Regions from separate parts of the Mus musculus genome. Here regions 2, 3 and 4 are each linked to region 1. Evidence: chromatin contacts called from public promoter capture Hi-C data. All regions are on one chromosome and are shown on one strand. The core of a region is the stretch at or near the end of the contact, and the rest is flanking DNA. Distances in the headings are between cores, read along the strand shown. Region 1 holds the start of Klhl9 (kelch-like 9). Region 2 holds the start of Rraga (Ras-related GTP binding A). Region 3 holds the start of Haus6 (HAUS augmin-like complex, subunit 6). Region 4 holds the start of Plin2 (perilipin 2).

What was found. Promoter capture Hi-C pulls out the DNA fragments that hold promoters and counts their contacts. Capture Hi-C pulls out chosen DNA fragments and counts their contacts.
Region 2: a promoter capture Hi-C map of adipose tissue shows a contact between it and region 1, with 3 times the contacts expected there. The contact joins the promoter of Rraga here to the promoter of Klhl9 in region 1. A contact is called at or near these places in 1 of 39 promoter capture datasets (pre-B cells), 2 of 115 datasets of contacts at active chromatin or transcription factors (astrocytes and regulatory T cell precursor) and 2 of 9 other capture datasets (adipose tissue and liver).
Region 3: a promoter capture Hi-C map of pre-B cells shows a contact between it and region 1, with 3 times the contacts expected there. The contact joins the promoter of Haus6 here to the promoter of Klhl9 in region 1. A contact is called at or near these places in 2 of 39 promoter capture datasets (liver and pre-B cells), 1 of 484 Hi-C or Micro-C datasets (B cells), 1 of 115 datasets of contacts at active chromatin or transcription factors (astrocytes) and 1 of 9 other capture datasets (adipose tissue).
Region 4: a promoter capture Hi-C map of liver shows a contact between it and region 1, with 5 times the contacts expected there. The contact joins the promoter of Plin2 here to the promoter of Klhl9 in region 1. A contact is called at or near these places in 2 of 39 promoter capture datasets (liver and pre-B cells) and 2 of 9 other capture datasets (adipose tissue and liver).

What each region holds. Positions count from the first base shown.
Region 1 is chr4:88,719,874-88,725,055 of GRCm38.p6, reverse strand. It overlaps Klhl9 (kelch-like 9), which reads left to right and starts at 2,548. Exons shown (of 1, transcript NM_172871.2): 1 at 2,548-5,182. The coding sequence starts at 3,054. The coding sequence ends at 4,907.
Region 2 is chr4:86,572,413-86,577,594 of GRCm38.p6, reverse strand. It overlaps Rraga (Ras-related GTP binding A), which reads right to left and starts at 1,922. Exons shown (of 1, transcript NM_178376.3): 1 at 310-1,922. The coding sequence starts at 1,676. The coding sequence ends at 735.
Region 3 is chr4:86,609,697-86,614,878 of GRCm38.p6, reverse strand. Haus6 (HAUS augmin-like complex, subunit 6) reads left to right here and starts at 2,824. Exons shown (of 17, transcript NM_173400.3): 1 at 2,824-3,193. The coding sequence starts at 3,066.
Region 4 is chr4:86,667,369-86,672,550 of GRCm38.p6, reverse strand. It overlaps Plin2 (perilipin 2), which reads left to right and starts at 2,492. Exons shown (of 8, transcript NM_007408.3): 1 at 2,492-2,606; 2 at 3,846-3,901; 3 at 3,989-4,184. The coding sequence starts at 3,872.

The DNA of each region.
Region 1 (5,182 bases), core at 1,299-3,798:
TAGGTGTCCTGGAACTCACTCTGTAGATCAACCTGATCCTAAACTCTCAGAGACCTGCCTGCCTCTGCCTCCTGGGTGCTGAGATTAAAGGCGTGTGCCATCACTCCTGAGCCTTAGATGTTACTTGTAGCTTGAATAAACTGGACATCCATTCTTCATCTGAAATTACAAACACGTGAAATGTCTAAAAGTGAAACTTTAAATAATAAAAATATTAATTAAAATATGAAAGTAAATACTGGGCTGGAGAGATGGCTCAGAGATTAAGAGCACTGACTGCTCTTTCAGAGGTCCTGAGTTCAATTCCCAGCAACCACATAGTAGCTCACAACCATCTGTAATGGGATCTGTTGCCCTCTTCTAGTGTGTCTGAAGACAGCAACTGTGTACTCAAATAAATAAAAGAAACGAATCCTTTAAAAAAGAAAGTAAATACTTCTTTTTAAGTTAAATGTGAAGGTGAACATGATCTCATATGTGCTAAATACTAAGATATAATAAATGAAATTAAAAAAAAATATATTGGAATTGATATAATAAAGCACACGAGTAAATGCTATGTCTAGTGGGCCGATGACCCTAAGTCGATGCTTTTAACACATACCTGTTTAACATGACTACCAAATATTGGTGAAAGCAGAACAAAATAATCTTTTTTTTTTAAGATTTATTTATTATATGTAAGTACACTGTAGCTGTCTTCAGACACACCAGAAGAGGGAGTCAGATCTTGTTACGGATGGTTGTGAGCCACCATGTGGTTGCTGGGATTTGAACTCTGGACCTTCGGAAGAGTAGTCGGGTGCTCTTACCCACTGAGCCATCTCACCAGCCCCCAAAATAATCTTTTAAAATAGTTAAATGTTGGTGGCTGGAGAGATGGCTCAGAGGTAAAGAGCACTGGGTGCTCTTCCAGAGGACCCAGGGTTCAGTTCCAAGCATCTAGAGGATAGATCACACCTGCCTGTTACTCCAGTTGACATCCTCGCATAGCCATACATGCAGACAAAACACCAATGAACATAAAAATAAATGTAAAATAAACCATTGAAATATGAGGAGCATGTGTCCCTAATAACCATAAATGTTCATGCCTGGTTTCTCATTAACCTTGCTAGCTTAGTAGGGAAAGGACCGATGTCTTGAAGTTTGCTCTGGCACCTTCTCAGGAAGTGATCTTGTTCTTTCTTTCCCTACAGGTAGAAATTAATCTCTCGGAAGTGCCTCTTCACAGCCAGGTGACATGTCAGAGCCACTCAGGAAAGGCTTACCCCAACTCCTGAACCAAGCAGCCTCCCAGAACTTAGCTCCTGGGAAGAACTTCTCAAGACCATTCTCATTTCAACAAAGCTCTGGTATAACAGGGCACCTGGGGGGGGGGGGGGGAAGGAACGACGACCACAGGTTGTTCTACTAGTTTGGGGAAAAGAATGTTGTTCTACTAGTTTCCCGGGATTGCTGCAATTGGCCGGAAACCACCGGGAGAAGAAGGAAGGAGAAATAAAGGAAGATTAATCACCTATAGTTAAGTAAATTACATACATTTTTTTGGGGTCATCAACAGGTTGTAAGTAAGCTCTCTATATACCAATTTTGGAAAATCTTGAACTGGAAAAAAAAAATCCAGTAGGATACATGCCATTTAGAAAAGAGCCAGGAAGTGGAGCATAAGAATGTAAGTATATTCTTAGTCTGCATACAAGTAAACGCTAGAAGGATTTGGAACTTCGAGAACAGAGAACTACGGCAAATTATATACTTATTCTCAAATCAAAGTTAAAATTTGCCAGTAGCTAGAGAACTGCATGTTAATAAAAAATACTTATAAAAGCAAAGTTCAACACAAGGGAAACGCAAAGGGTAACTATTTTGGAAACATTGACTTGAATATTCTACCAAATATTATCATTATCCAAATCAGGATAACGTTTTGTGTTCAAATCATCTGCGCTTATTACAGAGTCCATAAGATAATGGAGGACATTTGTACACTGATGAAAACAGTGGACAAAGTAAACTATAACATGCTCAACTACTGGAAAACTGTAGCCAGTTAAAAATAGTGTTTGGAAAACAAAACCCTGAAAACCGTATTTATGAAGGCATTATCTCTCCTGCCAAATATTAAAAAAATGTATCATTAGGACCAAAATTTAGTGGCAAGTTAAATCTCATGTGTCTTAAATGTTAAACAAACAAACAAAAAACCTTTTACAATCAACATTTTTAATTGAGTGTGACGCAAACTGTAAAACTGTTCTTGAAGAAAATAAATAAATAAAACGATACAATGATTTCTTCTGCCAGGCTTCTTGTGTTTGAACAAAGGTTGCCTTTCGTTGCTGCTCTGGCAAAGACCTTAAGCGTAAATCTTGAAAAGAACGCGCTCTTGAAAAGCAAGCTTAAGCACACGCACGCGCATTCCTACAAGCTTACATAATGGACCCTGCACCGGCCTCGCTGGCCGGCCGGAACCCCGCCCCCAGTCCCGCCCGCGCCCTGCCCCCATCCACCGCCCCCTTGCCAGCTCAGCCGCGCAAGCGCACTAGCTGTGCAGCCGCTCCTAGCCCGGGGGATCCTGGGATTCTGCCTTTCCGGAAGGTCGGGCTGGCTCTCGGTGCTAGGCCGCCGTTCTAGGCCCAAGTCGGGATTCCAGGCCCTGCTCCAAGCCAAGTCCGTAGCCGCGACGACACAGCGGGGATCGCAGAGGACGCGGCCGCAGCTCGTTGGGGTGGCTGAGCCTTGGAGGGCGGCAGCCGGGGTGCGCAGGCCGTGACGGCCCCTCCCCCGCCCTGAGCGCAGCGGCGAAGGACGACAGCCCGGGACCGGAGGAGGTGAAGCGGTCACGTAACTGCCCCGGGTGATGACTCACCCGCTCTCCTGGCAGATTTGAGGTGCGTGCTGCTGTTGCTGCAGGGCGGACGTCGGTGTGCCCAGAGCGGTGCTGCGGCGACCGCTTGCTTGCCCTTGGTTCGGCGGCCCCGGGGTTTCCCGAGAGCGTTCTCTTTGTAACGTCTGCGGCCTGCAGCTCGCAGCGAGCTCCGGCTTCTCCCATGAAGGTGTCTCTGGGTAACGGCGACATGGGCGTCTCTGCCCACCTGCAGCCTTGCAAGTCTGGAACTACGCGGTTTTTTACCAGCAACACGCACAGTTCGGTTGTATTGCAAGGCTTTGATCAGCTCAGAATAGAGGGCCTACTTTGTGACGTGACGCTGGTACCTGGCGATGGAGAGGAAATCTTCCCGGTTCATAGAGCCATGATGGCGTCTGCCAGTGATTATTTCAAGGCCATGTTCACTGGAGGAATGAAAGAGAAAGATTTGATGTGCATCAAGCTTCATGGGGTGAACAAAGTTGGTCTGAAGAAAATCATTGATTTTATTTATACTGCAAAACTGTCTCTTAATATGGACAATCTTCAGGACACTCTTGAAGCTGCCAGCTTTCTACAGATCTTGCCGGTTTTGGATTTTTGTAAAGTATTTCTTATATCAGGCGTCTCTTTGGATAACTGTGTGGAGGTTGGCCGGATTGCTAACACCTACAATCTTATAGAAGTGGATAAATACGTAAATAATTTCATCCTGAAGAACTTTCCTGCCTTGTTGAATACTGGGGAGTTTCTGAAACTCCCCTTTGAACGGCTTGCCTTTGTGCTTTCCAGCAATAGTCTCAAGCACTGTTCGGAACTTGAGCTCTTCAAGGCAGCCTGCCGCTGGCTGAGGCTGGAAGACCCTCGGATGGACTATGCCGCAAAATTAATGAAGAATATTCGCTTTCCACTGATGACACCACAGGATCTCATCAACTATGTGCAGACAGTAGATTTCATGAGAACAGACAATACCTGTGTGAATTTACTTTTGGAAGCAAGCAATTACCAAATGATGCCGTATATGCAGCCGGTGATGCAGTCGGACAGAACTGCCATTCGATCTGATTCTACTCATTTGGTTACCTTAGGAGGAGTTTTGAGACAACAGCTAGTTGTCAGTAAAGAGTTACGAATGTACGACGAAAGGGCGCAGGAGTGGAAGTCGTTAGCGCCCATGGATGCTCCTCGATACCAGCATGGCATTGCTGTTATTGGAAATTTCCTTTATGTAGTTGGTGGCCAGAGTAATTATGATACAAAAGGAAAAACGGCTGTTGATACAGTTTTCAGATTTGATCCTCGTTATAATAAGTGGATGCAGGTGGCATCATTAAACGAAAAGCGCACATTCTTTCACCTGAGTGCCCTCAAAGGACATTTATATGCAGTTGGTGGGCGCAGTGCAGCTGGTGAACTGGCCACAGTAGAATGTTACAACCCAAGAATGAATGAATGGAGCTACGTTGCAAAGATGAGTGAACCCCACTATGGCCATGCTGGAACAGTATATGGGGGTTTAATGTATATTTCCGGAGGAATCACTCATGACACTTTCCAAAATGAGCTCATGTGTTTTGACCCAGATACAGACAAATGGACACAGAAGGCTCCTATGACTACAGTCCGAGGTCTGCATTGCATGTGTACAGTTGGAGACAAGCTGTATGTCATCGGTGGCAACCACTTCAGAGGAACAAGTGATTATGATGATGTCCTAAGCTGCGAATACTATTCGCCAACTCTTGACCAGTGGACACCAATTGCTGCTATGCTGAGAGGTCAGAGTGATGTTGGAGTTGCAGTCTTTGAAAACAAAATCTATGTTGTTGGTGGATATTCTTGGAATAACCGGTGCATGGTAGAAATTGTCCAGAAATATGACCCAGAAAAAGACGAGTGGCATAAAGTTTTTGATCTTCCTGAGTCGCTGGGTGGCATTCGGGCTTGCACTCTCACAGTTTTTCCACCTGAAGAAAACCCTGGGTCACCTTCTAGAGAATCACCTCTTTCAGCACCTTCAGATCATTCTTAGATCCAAGGTGTAATACCTTTTCAGTGTATCATGGGTGGTCTTGTTCATCCCCTTGTATTGTTTCTCCTTATTGCTACAGTTAATAGACAAAAAGGTAACTTAGACCCTTTTTTTTTTTTGGTTTGGCTTGATATTGTTTAGTAAATGGCTATACAAGTGCATTTTGAAAAGTATTAAATATATTCAGCTGTTTTAACAAGTAAAAAAGATACATAGAAAATTAGATTTTTTTTTGTGGTGTTACATGTGTCAAATTATAGATGATCTTAGTAAAT
Region 2 (5,182 bases), core at 673-3,172, 2.1 Mb after region 1:
TTTTAAACTTTTTAAATGTGGATGGATGTTCTGCTTGCACCAGCTGTGTGCCTGGTGTTTGTAGAGGCCAGAGGGTGTTGGATTCCCTAGGACTGGAATTACACATGGTTGTGAACTGTCATGTGGATGCTAGGAATTAAACCCAGGTATCTGGAAAAGCAGATAGTGCTGTTAACCAGAGTCACTATTCCAGCCCCTTGAGTCTTTACCACTACTACATCTGCTACCAAGCATTGCCAATTTGCCAGCTAAATGATACTTGAGGATAATCAGAATCTATAAAGTACCTGCAAATTATTTCAAACAACATTTTAAATTGCTAATAAGTTTATTCATGATTGAAACCAAGGAGGATTTAGAAATACATTTTAATATCTTGCTGATAAAATAGTAACATTCCACCTTTGTGATCTGATAATACAGAAGATAACTGCTTTAATACTCTATTATAACCAGGTAACCAGAACACACACACATACACACACACCCACCCACACCCCACCTACTTTAGTGTTAACACCACACTAACTTTTCATAAAGGCCGTCTTGAAGATCTCTACTTGATAGCTGAGTAAATAGCGTCCAATACTAAGACTAGGGAAGAGATGAGATAGTAAGCACACGTTTCAAGCTCACTTTTAAGCACATGACATTATGAATATTAAAGACAAATGATGCAAAAAAAAAAAAAACACCGTAATTCAGCATTTTACTAAAGAGCATTTGGCATTATTTCAACGCATGAGGAGGCTGTGCTTGGGCCCATCTACTCTTTCTAGCTTCTCAAAGTGTTTCCTGGCATTACGAATGTTGATCAGAGTAGCTGCAGAAGGGATGGATGGATCTGACATGACCACCATCACGTACGTGTTTGATGTAAAGATGTCGATGAAGGCAGCGAAGTTAGAATTCCTCACTTCCATGCTCTGGAAAGAAGCGGCCAATTTACTGCAGCTCAGCTTAAACTGCTTGATGATGTTGCTGATCTTCTCAAAGCGGTGCACATCTCGCTGCTCTTTGCACTGGTAGTGGGAAATCACCAAGAACGTAGCTCTCTCGAACAGCAGAACTTCATCAGCCTCAATAATCTGGGCAAAATTCCTTAGGTTCATCTCCAGCTGCTGAACGTTGGGGATCAGCTGATAGACGATGCTGGACCAGGCTTTGTAGAGCGTCTCATCCCAGATGGACGTTCGAAAACAAGCGCACTCCAGCGGGCGAGACAAACGCCTCAGGTCTTCCTCTCGCTCTTTAAAAATCAGGTCACGTTGATCTTCCTGAACCAGATCCATTTTGTGCACCAGGCAGAAGATTTTGGCGTCAGGTGAATTCTGGAGGATGGCTTCCAGACACGATTGGTAATAATGCATATCTTTTTCCAGTTCGCGGCTCTCTACGTCAAACACGTATATCAGAACCTCCACATTACGGAAGATGTTGTCCCGCTGGCTGGTGAAGTAATTTTCCATAAAGGTGTCCTGGCCGCCACAGTCCCACAGGTTCAGCACCAGGTTCCCCAAGAATCGGACGTGGGAGTGCTCCACGTCGATGGTGGCACCCAGGCGCCTAGTGTCGCGCGCAATATAATTTGCAAAGATGATCGACCTCATGCTGGTCTTCCCCGACCCGCTCTTTCCCATCAACAGCACCTTTTTCTTCATGGCTGTATTGGGCATCACCTGCCGGCGTCGCCACGGACTGGGCCTGAGGCACGGCCTAACGGCGGACCGACCAAGGATGGGGACGGCGGGACACCGAGCACCGACCGGCAGCGGAGGCCGTGCACGCGAGCTGGGGGCAGGAAAGACCGCGGCGAGGCGAGGTCTCAGAAAACAGCGCCCGAGGCAATGGCCACAGCCGCTCCGAGCTAGCGAGAGCAGACCAGTGATGTGATCAGCTTCGGCCCGGCCGCCACCCACTTCCCGCCGGCATCTCGCGAGAACTCCGAGGGCCTGCCGCCACCCACTTCCGGTGGCGACATCGCGAGAACGTCGGCTACTCCTTTGAGACCCTTGGAATTCTAAGAAACTGCTTCTTCCATTGCAATCTAGCGCACAGCGAGTTAAAATGAAAGGGCGAGCCCACGCTGGGGTTTTGTTCTGCTTGGGTTGCCCTGGGTCTTTGCAGAAGGGGTCGAGTGAACCTGGGAGGGAGAATGCTGCCCCCGCGTGGCCAAAAGTCCTCACACGCCCACTGCCATTATCACCTCAGAGAGATAATAGTGCTGTAGGCTTGACAATCAGGCAGGTAGAGGAGCGGGGATGACAAATGAAAACCAGCAGAAAGAGATTTCGAAAAACTAATTGCCCAGGGCTAGGCAGTTCCTTACCAGGGAGACATCCTGATTCCTTGTTCTTTTTACCTCAGCTTGAGAATGTGTAATTAGAATCCAAAACTCGAGTAGAGGGTAATATGGAACACCATGCAATAGCTTCGTCCTCACGGTTACCGTGTGAACAACTGTTTTCAAACCTGAGGGGGTTAACGAGTCTGAGTGCCTTAGAAGGTCTGCTCACTTAGCCATAGGCCACATGGCCTCAAGCCTTTAAGAAGAGATAAGCAGTGTCATCCAGTAAGTTGAGGCTGAGTCAGTAGAATTACCAGGGCACGTCATATTCCTAAATTAGGACACTGCATCCTTATTGTAAAGCCCTTTCCAGGTTGTATACTACACTGTACCAATGAAGACATTTTCTCACTTATTCATTCAAAAATTGGATGTTGGGGCTAGAGACATAGCTTATCATTTAAGCCATGGTCTCCCGCACAGATATGGTGCACACACACACACACACACACACACACACACTGCTCTTCCAGAGAACCTGGGTTTGCTTCCCAGCACCACTGTGACTCCTTGAAACTGTAACTTCAGTCCAGGGGATGATGCCTTCTTTCAACCTCTGTGGGCACTGCATGCATATGATGCATAGACACACAGGCAAAATATGAATTTACATAAATAATGTTTACAATATGCAAGAAAATTCAAAAGTGGGCTGGCAAGATGGCTAAGCGGGTAAGAGCACTGACTGCTCTTCTGAAGGTCCTGAGTTCTAATCCCAGTAACCACATAGTGGCTCACAACCACCCCGTAATGAGATCTGATGCCCTCTTCTGGTGTGTCTGAAGACAGCAACAGTGTACTTATCTATAATAATAAATCTCTGGGCTGGAGTGAGCAGAGGTCCAGAATTCAATTCCTAACAACCACATGAAGGCTCACAAGCATCTGTGTAGCTACAGTGTACTCATATACATAAAAAAAGACAATTTAAAAGTAATCATTGTTGCAGGATATTTGATCACACTGAACCCTGAGAGTGTATTGTTTACTAAAAGACAAACAAAAACAAAAAAACGATTTCTAGTTGTGATGTGGCTCAGTCATAGCACACACCTTTAATTCCTCTGGTTAGAATACAGATATGCCCTTAGAACACACTTTTAATCCCAAACAGTGAAGGTAAAGTTAGTTTGTAGAAGAAAGCACCTTGTTTGAAAGTTATGTCTAATTGAGTGGCAGACAAAGTAACAAATCAGAGAAAGATTTGACAGAATAGGCTACACCCAGCTCTCAAGAGGAGAGGGGAAAGAGGTTACATAACCAATAGCAGCACACACACACACACACACACACACACAGAGAGAGAGAGAGAGAGAGAGAGAGAGAAAGAGAGAATCTACCAGGACAGTTACAAAGAGAAAAGGTTGAAAAGAGAGAGCAAGCTAAACACAGGGGAAGGCAGAGGAGCCAGAGACTGAGAAGGAGTCAGAAGATTAGAACAGATTGCCAAAATCAGTATGAGGCCAAGCAGAGCAATTAAGAAAAGGCCGAGAGAGAGAAGCCAGATTGAATCAGTCAGTTTGGAGAGGAGTTTGAGCCAGAACAGCTGAGTTGACCAGCCAGCCAGAGATCAGAACAGGAAAAGGTGAGCTTATTCAGCAGTAAGTCTCACAGGCAGGAAACATTCTAGCCCTAGATTAGATTGTATGGAAGCTAGAAGCTTCTAGGACCTGGCCTAGGTTAGCAGACAGAGACAGTAAGCCTTGGGGATGACAATAGGAGTAGAAAAGATACATTTACAAGCCATTGCTCCCTTTTATGCATTATTTAGTTAGTGTGTGTGCGTGTGCATGTGCACGTGCATGTATGTTGAAATAGATGTCTTACTTAGGGCTGGCCATTCAGTAGTCACTCTCAGTTCTTTGACCAGTTATGAGTCTCTGCACTAATTGCTGCCCACTACAGAGAATCTGCTCTGGTTGAGGCTGAGGACAGAACTAATCTATATGTAAACATAAATATTTAGAAGGGAGTTGGGCATGCCCATTTAGCAAGATAACTTGTAGGTTCCTCAAGTTTACAGTACCAGACATGAATTCTCTCCTTTGCAACAGGCTTCAGATCCAATGCAAAAGCAGTTGGTTACCTCATAACCTTTGTGTTGCTATTGTACCAGTGGGCATGGCAGGTTGGTGTTATAGCCTTCAGGGTTCACCACTGGGTAGTATCACTGACGACTTCCCCTGCAGTCTGCTTAGTTAGTACCCTCTGGCACACGAAAACTCGCCAGCAGGGAGGAAGGCTTTAGGTCTGTTCCAGCTCGATGCCCCCTCCCCTGCCCCTAGTTTGATGTCTTTATGCTCTGCAACCAAAATATATTCTGTCTCGAGCAATAGTGTCTTACTATCTAGTTATGGTCAGTAACCAAGAGCAACCGCAATCACCAGTGTTGTTTGGGGAGCCTCTGGGGCCTTTCTGACCCTGATCCCAGGTCTGGAACTGAGTTTTTGTTTAATAACACACATCTTCTGGGGGAAGTTTTGACTACCCATGCTGGGTACCTGTGTTTAAAGTTACACGCACATTTTAATTAGCCTACACATAGTGGGTCTTCATAAATGCTTTCCTTAGATCCTTTGTTTTGGTTAACAAACTCCTCCCTCATGCTGTACCCCGACCCAATCACTGCTTAAAGTTTTAGCCTCCAGTATTCTCCCCCCTCTATTTTCCTATTGTATGTATTCTATATACCCTCACCCATGAAGAGCCCTCACCCCTACATGGCCCTTTTTAGCTTCCTGAGTTTGACATGTACTCCCAAGTAAGCACAGATCTGAAAGTTCAATAGCCTTTGTTCTGAACATTTAGTGTTTTAATTTTGTCAGATGTGTGTGT
Region 3 (5,182 bases), core at 1,575-4,074, 2.1 Mb after region 1:
GAAGAAATGGCTGATTTCAGGTCTGCACAGGAACTGCCCAAAATGAGCCTTCAATTTCTTGGAAATTTGAGTAAGTCCTCATTGTCCAAATAAAGGATAATTTGAATATTTATATGGATAACAAATCCAGCAAATTGAATCCTGTACATCTGTGTAGTTCCACAAATTCATGTGTGAATATATGAGATGTGGAGGGGTTGGGCTTCAAGGTTAGGAGGTTGAGATTATGGAAGTGTTAGAGCAAAATTGACAACATAAAGGGTTTTATACCATGAGCAGAATGGAAGACAGACTTAAACAAGGTCAGTTAACTGAGAGGCTGGGATATTTAAAAAGTCACCTATGTGGATAATAATCAAACACCAAAACTTCCTGTGAGCAATGTCAGATCTTAGAATGAACTCTGGTGCTTTGGAAAGCTTACAGATGGCCTCCTTGCAAACTACAGGAACTTAATTTTACAGGAACTGGTGCTTTTAGTAAGTCAGGAGGCAATAACTGCTTGATATGGTAATGTGAAATATGATAGTTCCCTACCTCGAAGGACTTGTTATACAAGGGATGTTCGAGAAAGAATAGCCAGAAGTTCAGGGTGCTGGAAGGGGAAGCTGTATACTTAGGTGAAGGGAGCCTCCTAGCCTGGAGAGTGTAGTGGTGGAGTCATAGAGTAGGACTCTGGTGATGGCTTTAAAGTCTGAGGTCTTGGGGCTTTCTAGCTCTCTAACTGTACTGAAATGCTGATGATAACTTCTAAAACGTCCTTCTGAGGGTAAAAGACTGCTGGTTTAGGTGATTAATAACTGTAGCCTAACAGCAGAGGATTAAACAATGTGCCTTTGTTCCATCTCGGCAGGAACTGCTGGGCTCTAACTTTCAGCCTGCTAGTCAGAAGTCACAGGAAGAAAAAGGGACACTTAGAAAAGTTATTATAGCATTTATTACTAAGTTGTAAAAAGTTTCCTATGGAAGCCATCTAAGGGGAAAAGCGAAAAGATCCTAAGTGGGAAAAGGAAAAGGGAAAAATTCTTCTAAGGGGGGAAAGGCAAAAAATTCTAGTCTAAGTGGGGAAAGGCTTTAAAAAATTCTTCTTTCTCATTTGTCTTCAGTACCTATACATCTTTCAGAATACATGATCACAAAGTTCACACAAAAAATCAAATCATAAATTGAAATAGAAGTTTACAATAGAGAATGTCTACATTCGTATCCATTAGGAATAATTTTCTGGCTAAACATCCATCACCTGTCTCAGCTCCACAGGTTCACTGAAGGTTTAAAACCATAACTAAGTTATTAGTGAAGTTTTGTATAGATAAACCCAGTCAATATTTTATCTTCTGTCCTAGCACCTATAATAAATCATTAGTTCCCTTTATATGACTTTTGGTTAATTGTTTTATCACCTCTTGGAATGTGCTCTGAATAGGAGAAAATCTGGTTACCATCTAAGAACTGGTAACATGTGGAAAATTGGCCGAGTTCTCATTGCAGTTTTGACTATCAAAAACGACTTAATAGGAGTCCCAGTAAAAATGAGCTTAATAATCACAGATAAAATTTTAGGAATTCTTATAGGATCATCATGATGACTTAAGTCATCTATTTGTCTATATGGCATCACTACAAGACAATACATCTTCATGGATCTGCAGAGATCTGCTCCAAAGGGGTGTGCTACTACTTAGTGATTGTTATATATTTTTAATAATAACAGGAAAAGCAATATTAATAGCAGGAATCTTCCCTAAAATGAATTCCTTACAGCCTTGCTTAATAAGGGTGCACCTGTCGCAGGTCATCTAATAATCCGAAGTAGACCACTTCAGGATGATGCTTGTCCCATTATGACTCCTGACACTCAGCAGAGAGACAGACTTTGTTGTAGTTGTTATTCGAGATAGGGTTTCTCTGAATAGCTCTGGCTGTCCTGGAACTCACTCTGTAGACCAGGCTGGCCTGCAACTCAGAAATCCGCCTGTCTTCTCCTCCCAAGTGCTGCCCGGTGAGAGACAGATTTCTAGTACAGCAAGTTGAAGTATGGCTGGTGGTGCCTCCCACAAAGATGGAGAGCATTCCAGAATTAGGAATTCAGGGTCATCTTCCTTTGGGAAGGGAGTTCAAGGCCAGAGGAGGCTAAAAGAAATCTCGACTTGCAACCTCCACGACCAAAGAAACATTTGATAATAAAAATTTTGCCAAGCACTCTAGATGAGGTGATCAATGAACAACTCCATCGGCCCCTGTGACTCTTGCCCATTAATTCATATAGTAGGAAGGCAGGTACAGTCTTCGACGCCAGACTGCGCTACATAAAGTTAGAGCTACATAGCAAGATCCTGCCTTTTTGGTTTTGCTTTGTTTTATTTCGAGACAGGGTTTCTTTGTGTAGCTCTGGCTGTCCCGGAAATCAGTAGTGTTCTCGAACTAACAAAGTTCTTCTCCTCTGAGTACTGGGATTAAAGGAGTACACCGCTGCCTCCACCGGACAAGACCCTGTCTTAAAATAAAGGAAAAGATGATTTGTTTAGGGCCATACACCTGCATCACTCACTATAAGGAGCTACAATGTAGCTTTTACTGAACAGCAATCACAACCCGAGCAACAGAAACCTAAAACGCAAAGAATCCGGAACTAAGGCCGGGAGGGCTCTAGAAAACACCCGGTTTCCGGACCTTGGGGCAATTGGCTGGTCACGCAATGCTTTGTGGGTCTTATAGTTTCTCTCAGGGACTTCATGTGCCCGGAGACAGGGATGCATTGCATGGTGGGAGATTGAGTCCTCTTAGGAAGACCAGTCCCGGAAGTCGGGACTGCGCCTGCGCCTGCGCAGTGTAGTCTTCCGCAAGCGCGGGAGTCTTGGTTTGCGTGGAGCGCTGCAGTCACTGTCTGTTTTTCTGGGCGCGTTCGGCCTTTTGTGGTGGGATGGCTCTCGGAGAGGAGGCAGCGGGCGGCCGCCGCAGAGGGGTTGTCGTCACCCCGGGATGCCTGTAGGAGGGGTCCAAGGGTCCTCACGGCTTCGGTGCCTTCGTTTTCCTCCGTCACAGTCGCCCTGCCCGTGGAAAGCATGAGCTCGGCCCGGGACTCCGCTTTCGAGAAGCAGCATCTCTGGATGTACCTGCAGGCGCTGGGCTTGGATCCGAGCTCCAGCATCACGTTCGGCGGGAAGATGGTGCCGCACGCGCACCTTGGAGAGTAAGGAGATCTGGGGCGGTGGCGCGGTCCTTGGCGTCCAGTCACTGGCGGCAGAACCCTGTGGTGGGGGACTGGTCGTCACCAGTGTAAGGGATGCGGGTGCGGGACGCTTTAGAGGCGTGCTCTGCAGTTGAGGCACAACGGCGGGCCCGCTTAACCCTGCCTTCGTGGTCTGTAGTTGGTGGGAGGCGTCGGGGAACTATATATGCAAACATCTTATAAGTAGTTAACTGTGGGTTTAAACTTTGAATCCGAACTAAAACATGTTACAGCTAGCAAAAACATAATAATGTGTGGGAATGAAAATCAAAAGCCGATACCCTTTCCTTTGCCACTTCAGTTATGGTTGCGATCACAAAAAGAAATACTTTGTTTATATTTGTATACTTTAGACACGAGCTTCCGGTTTCAGGCCCCCTTTCCTCCTTATAATTTAATGGAAAGAATGATTCTATTATTACTATATCACCATCATCACCATTATTACTATTTTTTTTTTTCGAGACAGGGTTTCTCTGTATAGCCCTGGCTGTCCTGGAACTCACTTTGTAGACCAGGCTGGCCTTGAACTCAGAAATCCGTCTGCCTCTGCCTCCCAAGTGCTGGGATTAAAGGCGTGCGCCACCACCGCCCGGCTACTATTATTTTTATTTTGAGACAAAACCCCCCTCTCTGTAGTAATGGGAGGTGTGCTGGGATTTTAATTCCATCGCCTTGCTCCTCCAGATTGCTGTTTTGCTTGCTTGTATGTCTTGTGTGAGGTTGTCAGATCTTCTGGGACTGGAGTTACAGTTTAGATCTGCCATGTGGATTCTGGGAATTGAACCCGTGTCTTTTTGGAGGCGCAGACACTGTTAGTAACCTGAGACATCTCTCCAGTCTCAATGAATTTTGTCTTTTGTTTGATTTTTGTTTTTGTTTGTTTGTTTATTTTTCAAGACAAGGCTTCTGGACCTCTTTTTGTGGACAGGCTAGCCTTGAACTCAGATACCAGCCTGCCCTTGCCTCTTATGTGCTGGGGATTAAAACGTCCCACCAACCATCCCTAGTTAAATTAACTTTGTTTTGTTTTTTGATGCTTTAGACATTTTTATGCAACCTCAGTTAAGTAGGTATATGATAGTATGCAATCATTCACTTGTAGTAGGTTATACATGTTATTTTAAAGCAATTCCATGGCATACATGTAATTTTACTATTAGGGACGAAAGTAAATTTGCATACTAAAGGATGCTCCCCCATTTTTTTCCTTTGAGATGGATGATTATATACCATGGCCTCCAGCTCTGTTTGCCTCTCTTGCTTAAGTGTTGATATCATGTTAACTTTTGGTTGATGCATTTTCAGAAACTTTTGCTGCTGTTACATTTCAGCCCTCACATAACTATGCTACCAGAATAGGGTGATGAAGTTTCCAGAAACAGGGCTGGCTGGGCATGACGGTGCATGCCTTTAATCCCAGCACTCGGGAGGCAGAGGCAGGTGGATTTCTGAGTTCAAGGCTAGCCTGGTCTACAGAGTGAGTTCCAGGACAGCCAGGGCTACAGAGAAACTCTGTCTCGAAAAGAAAAGGAAAGAAAAGAAAAGAAAAGAAAAGAAAAGAAAAGAAAAGAAAAAAGAAACCGGGCTGGAGACAGTTTCTGTTATGTTCCTCATGTTCCTCACCAAGGACAAGAATAATCTGGGGATAGATCCGTCATCTGTTGCCCCCATCTATTTAATTGTTATCTTTTTGTTTTTCTTCAATTTTTGTTTTTTTTTTTTTTTTTCCAAGACAGGGTCTCACTATTTAGCTCTCTGGCTGTCCTGGAATGCATTATGTAGACTGGGTTGGCTTCAGACTCATGAGAGATCCATTTGCCTCTGTTTCCTAGGTACTGGGACTAAAGGCATGAGACTCTGCTCCCAGCTGGTCTTGTGCTTGTGATAATCCTCTTGCCTTGGCTTCTGGAGTGCTGGGATTGATTGCAGGAGTGTGCCATTGTGCCT
Region 4 (5,182 bases), core at 1,243-3,742, 2.1 Mb after region 1:
GCTGCTGTAATGTCCGACTAATCCCCTCAGATCCCGTCTCAGTAGATCTGGACTAGGAAGGCAGAACTCTCTGATCAGGTGACTCTGCTGTCCTAGAACACACCATGAGAGCTCATTTTATAAAAATAGCTTTTTCTGGGCATAGCTCACGCCAGTATTCATAATACTCAAGAAGCTGCGGCAGGAGGATCACTGCAAGTTTGAAGTCAGCCTGGGCTCCATGATGCGTTTAAAGCCAGCCTGGGCTACAGAGTGAGAGTTTGTCTCAAGAGAAAAAAAGAAAGACAACTTGAAGGCCCTCCGACTCTCAGGAGTCATCCTAATTTTTCTTAGTAAGTCTTCTTCTCAAGTTCTCACACTGGTGAAAGTGAAATAGAAACAGATTAATTTGATGTGGTCCAACCTTCGCAGGTTAGAATACTCTGATCCCAGATGATCCCCCAGGGGCCTCCTTCTTCCCTGGCAGACAAAAACAGAAGAAAAATTGCACATCTTTAACAAGAGGAAGTGACTCACTGGCTTGAAATGTAAAAAAGAGGCCTTTTGTAGGTGAAAGGGCAAAGAAAGAGGTCATGTTGGAGAGCCGTCATTAGAATGTGGGGGAGGGGAGTAACAAGCGGTGGACAGATCAAATATTTGCTTAGAGCAGTGGTTCTCAACCTTCCTATTGCTGTCACCCTTTAAAACAGCTGTGGTGACCTCCAACTGTATCATTATTTTGTTGCTACTTCTTAGCTGTAATTTTGCTACTGTTATGAACCGAAATGTAAATATCTGCTATGCAGATAGTCTTAGGCGGCCCCTGTGAAAGGGTTGTTAGACTCCTGAGCCATGACCCACAGGTTGAGAACCTCTGACTTAGAATAATACCAAAAAATAAAATTAAATTTAAAAAAAGGATGTAGTTGATTGTTCTCATTTTTACATCATCATCACTATCAGAAGGAGAATTGTGGGGTGGTTTGGTTTGGTTTGGTTTGGTGGGGTCAGTGTCTTGCTGTGTAGCCTGCCTGGTTTGGTATTCACTATGTAGCTCAACCTAGTCTCAAACCTGTAATCCTCCTGTCTCAGTCTCCTGAGTGCTTTGGCTCACAATCAGCTAAACTTCAGCTCCTAGCAATCCAATGTCCTTTTCTAAAAGGTCTCAGATGACATCTGCACAGATGTGGCATACATACATACATACATACATACATACATACATACATGCATACGCATGTAAAACACAATCTTTAATAAAAACATCCAGAGCATCTTTGGACTTCCAGACATTTCTTCTTTTTCTTTTTCCTTTATAATTATACGGTGGTGTCTTCCAGTGCCTGCAATGGATTGATTCAGGCACACATATTAATGAAGCCAGTTTGGCTCTTTGGACCTTTGAAAAAGTAAGCAGCGCTTGTGTGTATGCAACTTTGGGGAAATGATTGACGTGGAGGTGAGTGCTGCCCAGAGTTCAAATTCCATAGCTCCAAAGGCACCTTCCACAAGCCCCGGTTAGTAGGGCCCAGCACTGTTGCTGTTGCTCTTATTACATATTCTGGTGACAGGGGATCTATGTAGCTAGGGCACAAGAGCTTCCTTCCTATCTTCAACTGTTCCTTCTAGTTTCCCTTGCAAGGAACTAGAAGGCCTGCACCTGTATCTTTTTCCAGGAAAGAAATTCCCTGAACCCTTATGACTCCAGATGGCTGTACAACTTTCAAGATCAAATAACCCAGTTCACGTCCCTGCCCTCTCGACAAGGATTAAAAAATGATTCAGACCACTTAAAAATATTGCATAAGTCACGATAAAGTTGGCCATCTTCCTTAGTTGTTGGCTGATATCACTAAGGAGCAATTTGGAATTGTTTTACTAAAGAAAACACAGAAGAGAGGCTCAAGCTTTGCTTGTGGAAATTCAGATCAACCTTTTAATTAGAAGCTTTTGATAAGTTGTCTCTCTTTGAGAACGGTATTTTTTCTGGCCTAGAACTCACAACAATCCTCCTGCCGCAATTTCCCTAGTGCTGGCTGGGGATTACAGACCAGAGCCGCCACATCCCATGGATGAATTGTTTACATCCATAGAGCAGTAAACCAGAAGTCCCTACAGGTCATTAACGTGTTGGAATTCCACACATCTTTGTAACTTTCTTGACTTAAAGTAAAAGGTTAGAACCCGAACTTCCAGTTTTGAAGTGGTCTTTTCTGAAGACTCTGGTTAATTTGTCTGCATTTTCCAAAACCCCAAGACGCCCTGCATCTTTGCAATGCAGCTTTCAGGACCCCTGACCTAAGTCAGACAGCAGAAGGCCTCGCCCCGGCTGGCTCCTGCTCTTCTTGTACTGATCTGGGATCTCAGGGCACTGGGCTCAGGAAACCAAGGAGGCCCCCGATATTGTGGCACCAGGTTGGGGTTCCCACGCCCTCATCCCCAATGAGTGGCCCCAGAGTCCCAGTCCAGCCCAGCACAGGGTTCAGCGGCCCCAGGCAGCTGGGCTATCACGTGGCTCGGAGGCTTGGGCGGGGCAGTCAAGCGATATTTTAACAGTCGTTCTGGCCGCTTTGCTGTGTGGTGATCTGGACCGTGCGGACTTGCTCGTCCCTCAGCTCTCCTGTTAGGTAGGTCCTGCACCAGATCTGGCCCTCAGGCCGCTGCTGCTCTGCCTGCACTGGGCTCGGAACTGCAGCAATGGGTCGGTGGGGGAGGAGGGGGGAGGGAGCAGCCCCGGGCTGGTTGGGAAAGCTCTCGCTTTTGTTCTAGAGTTTTCCTTTCTGTTTGCACGTCCTTCTGTGGTAGAGCAACTTGCATTTGTCCGGTCGAGGTTTTATTTAAATGGAAACACCTCACAGAAGAACTTATAAGGTGCATAGTGAGAATTGTCTGGGTTTCCTTTAGTGTCCCACTAGGCAGCACTGGCTGCCCGCAGGCTCTCTATGGTCCAAGCTGGGCTGAAACTCTTGCTCCTCCTCTGCCTCAGCCCCACCTCACCCTTGGAAAACGGAAGGAGATATTTTATGGGCTGCTCCTTGGTATAGATACTGCTCGAAGCTTCTGCTTTCTGGACAGTTCTTCCTAAGGAACTGGGACTTTGGATTGGAGGCAGAGCAGTCTAGACAGGTTCTGTTGCTGGGCAGAAGGCAGTTTCATGTGGGTGTGGGTCACTGGGGATAGGAGATTTTACAGTTCCCTGGAGTGACTTTCTTGAGCTCAGTCAGCATTAAGGCAGCCACTGCTGGTTTCAATCTTGTTCACAAGAGTGGTAAACACCCTCAAGTATCAGTTTGATAGTCCTGATGCTGAGAGCCCGGCATGGTGGCCTGTACCTAATACCAACACTAGTGAAGTAGAGTAGAGAGAGTCAGCCTGGGCTTTAGACAGGCAGAGACTAAGTATAGCAAGGGCCATCTTTAATTCTAGCACTTGGGAGGCAAAGGCAGGTAGGTCTGGTGAGTTCCAGGCCAACCTGGCTAGCCAGGACTGTTACAAAGAGAAATACTGTCTCAGAAAGCCTACAGAAATAAATCCATTAACTAATTAAGGGCAGGTGTTTGGGGGAATCTAAGATGTCTTCTGTTTAAATGGAATTTTCTGCCTTTTGGGTTAGCATTTTTGAGAACAGGCATTTCAGAGGCATTTCTAGTGTCCCATTTAAGAGACAGGACAATGACTACTCTTTCCTATTGAAAGTGTGTAAACAGCCCTGGAGCCTCCAGTCAGGTTGTTGGCCTTGAAAAGGGCTCTGAACTAGAGGGGTGGGGTTGGGGAACTGAAACTGTCTATGCTGGAATTGTGGGCCTGCCTAGGTTGGGACAGGAATTGGTCCTCAATGTTCTGAAACCAGTTTCTTTTCTCTCCAGGCGTCTCTTTTCTCCAGGAGGAAAAAATGGCAGCAGCAGTAGTGGATCCGCAACAGGTATGATTTTTTTTAAGTATTCGTTTCTTGGTCCTTTTTCCTTTCTTGTGATTTGAGTCATTACTATCCACTCCTCCGTGTTTGCAGAGCGTGGTGATGAGAGTGGCCAACCTGCCCTTGGTGAGCTCTACCTACGACCTTGTGTCCTCCGCTTATGTCAGTACAAAGGATCAGTACCCGTATTTGAGATCCGTGTGTGAGATGGCCGAGAAGGGCGTGAAGACCGTGACCTCTGCGGCCATGACAAGTGCCCTGCCCATCATCCAGAAGCTGGAGCCACAAAGTGAGTCTAGATTCTGCGGTCAACACTGAGCCCAAGGGACTGGGTAGGGTGAGTGCTAAGTCACACCAGGGATCCCCCAGGCCTTCCTGAAGCACAATCCCTCCTCTACCCAGAAACTGTCTGCTGACCTTCCTTCACACGGATGGGCTCTTCACAGCCATACCGGTGCTCACTCTTATTACTCTAATAGAAACTTCCCAGCCAGGCGTGGTGCTCACACCCCAGCACTTTGAAGGGAGGTGAAGAGGTGTCAGTTGAAGGCAGACCATGGCTACATAGTGAACTGCAGGCTGCCTGGGCTGTATGAGACAGTGTCTCAAAAAGGAAAAACAAACAAACAAACAAACAAACAACAACAACAACCCTATACTCGAGGGTGTGTGCCGTTAGTCCAATTAGGCAGGCAGATCTTTGTGTTCAAGCCCACTTTAGTCTACCTAACAAAATCCAGGCTAGTCAGAGCTATATAGTGAGAACGTGTCTCAAGACAAGACAACAAACCAAAAAGAAAAGAAAAAGTAAATTTCCAAAACACTTTTGTGTTAATAACTGAAATTACAAAGGCATCATCCAAGGGGGTTTCCTGAGTTAGCTTTCTCATACAGCGTGTGCAGATTGAAAAAACAAAATTTGATTACATTTGTGTTTACATTTTGTGTCTGCATGTGTGTATGCATTTGTGTGTAGATGCATGCCGTGCCAATGCTCAGAGAATACCAGATCTAATTCAGGTCCTCAGGCTGGGTATTGAGCTCCCTTACCACTGAATTAGCTCCCCGCCCAAACTTTTCTTTTTTTTCTTTTTTCTTTTTTAGATTTAATTATTTATTATAGGAGTGTACTGGCTAGTTTTGTGTCAACTTGACACAGCTGGGGTTATCACAGAGAAAGGAGCTTCAGTTGAGGAAATGCCTCCATGAGATCCAACTCTAAGGCATTTTCTCAATTAGTGATCAAGGGTGAAAGGCCCCTTGTGGGTGGGACCATCTCTGGGCTGA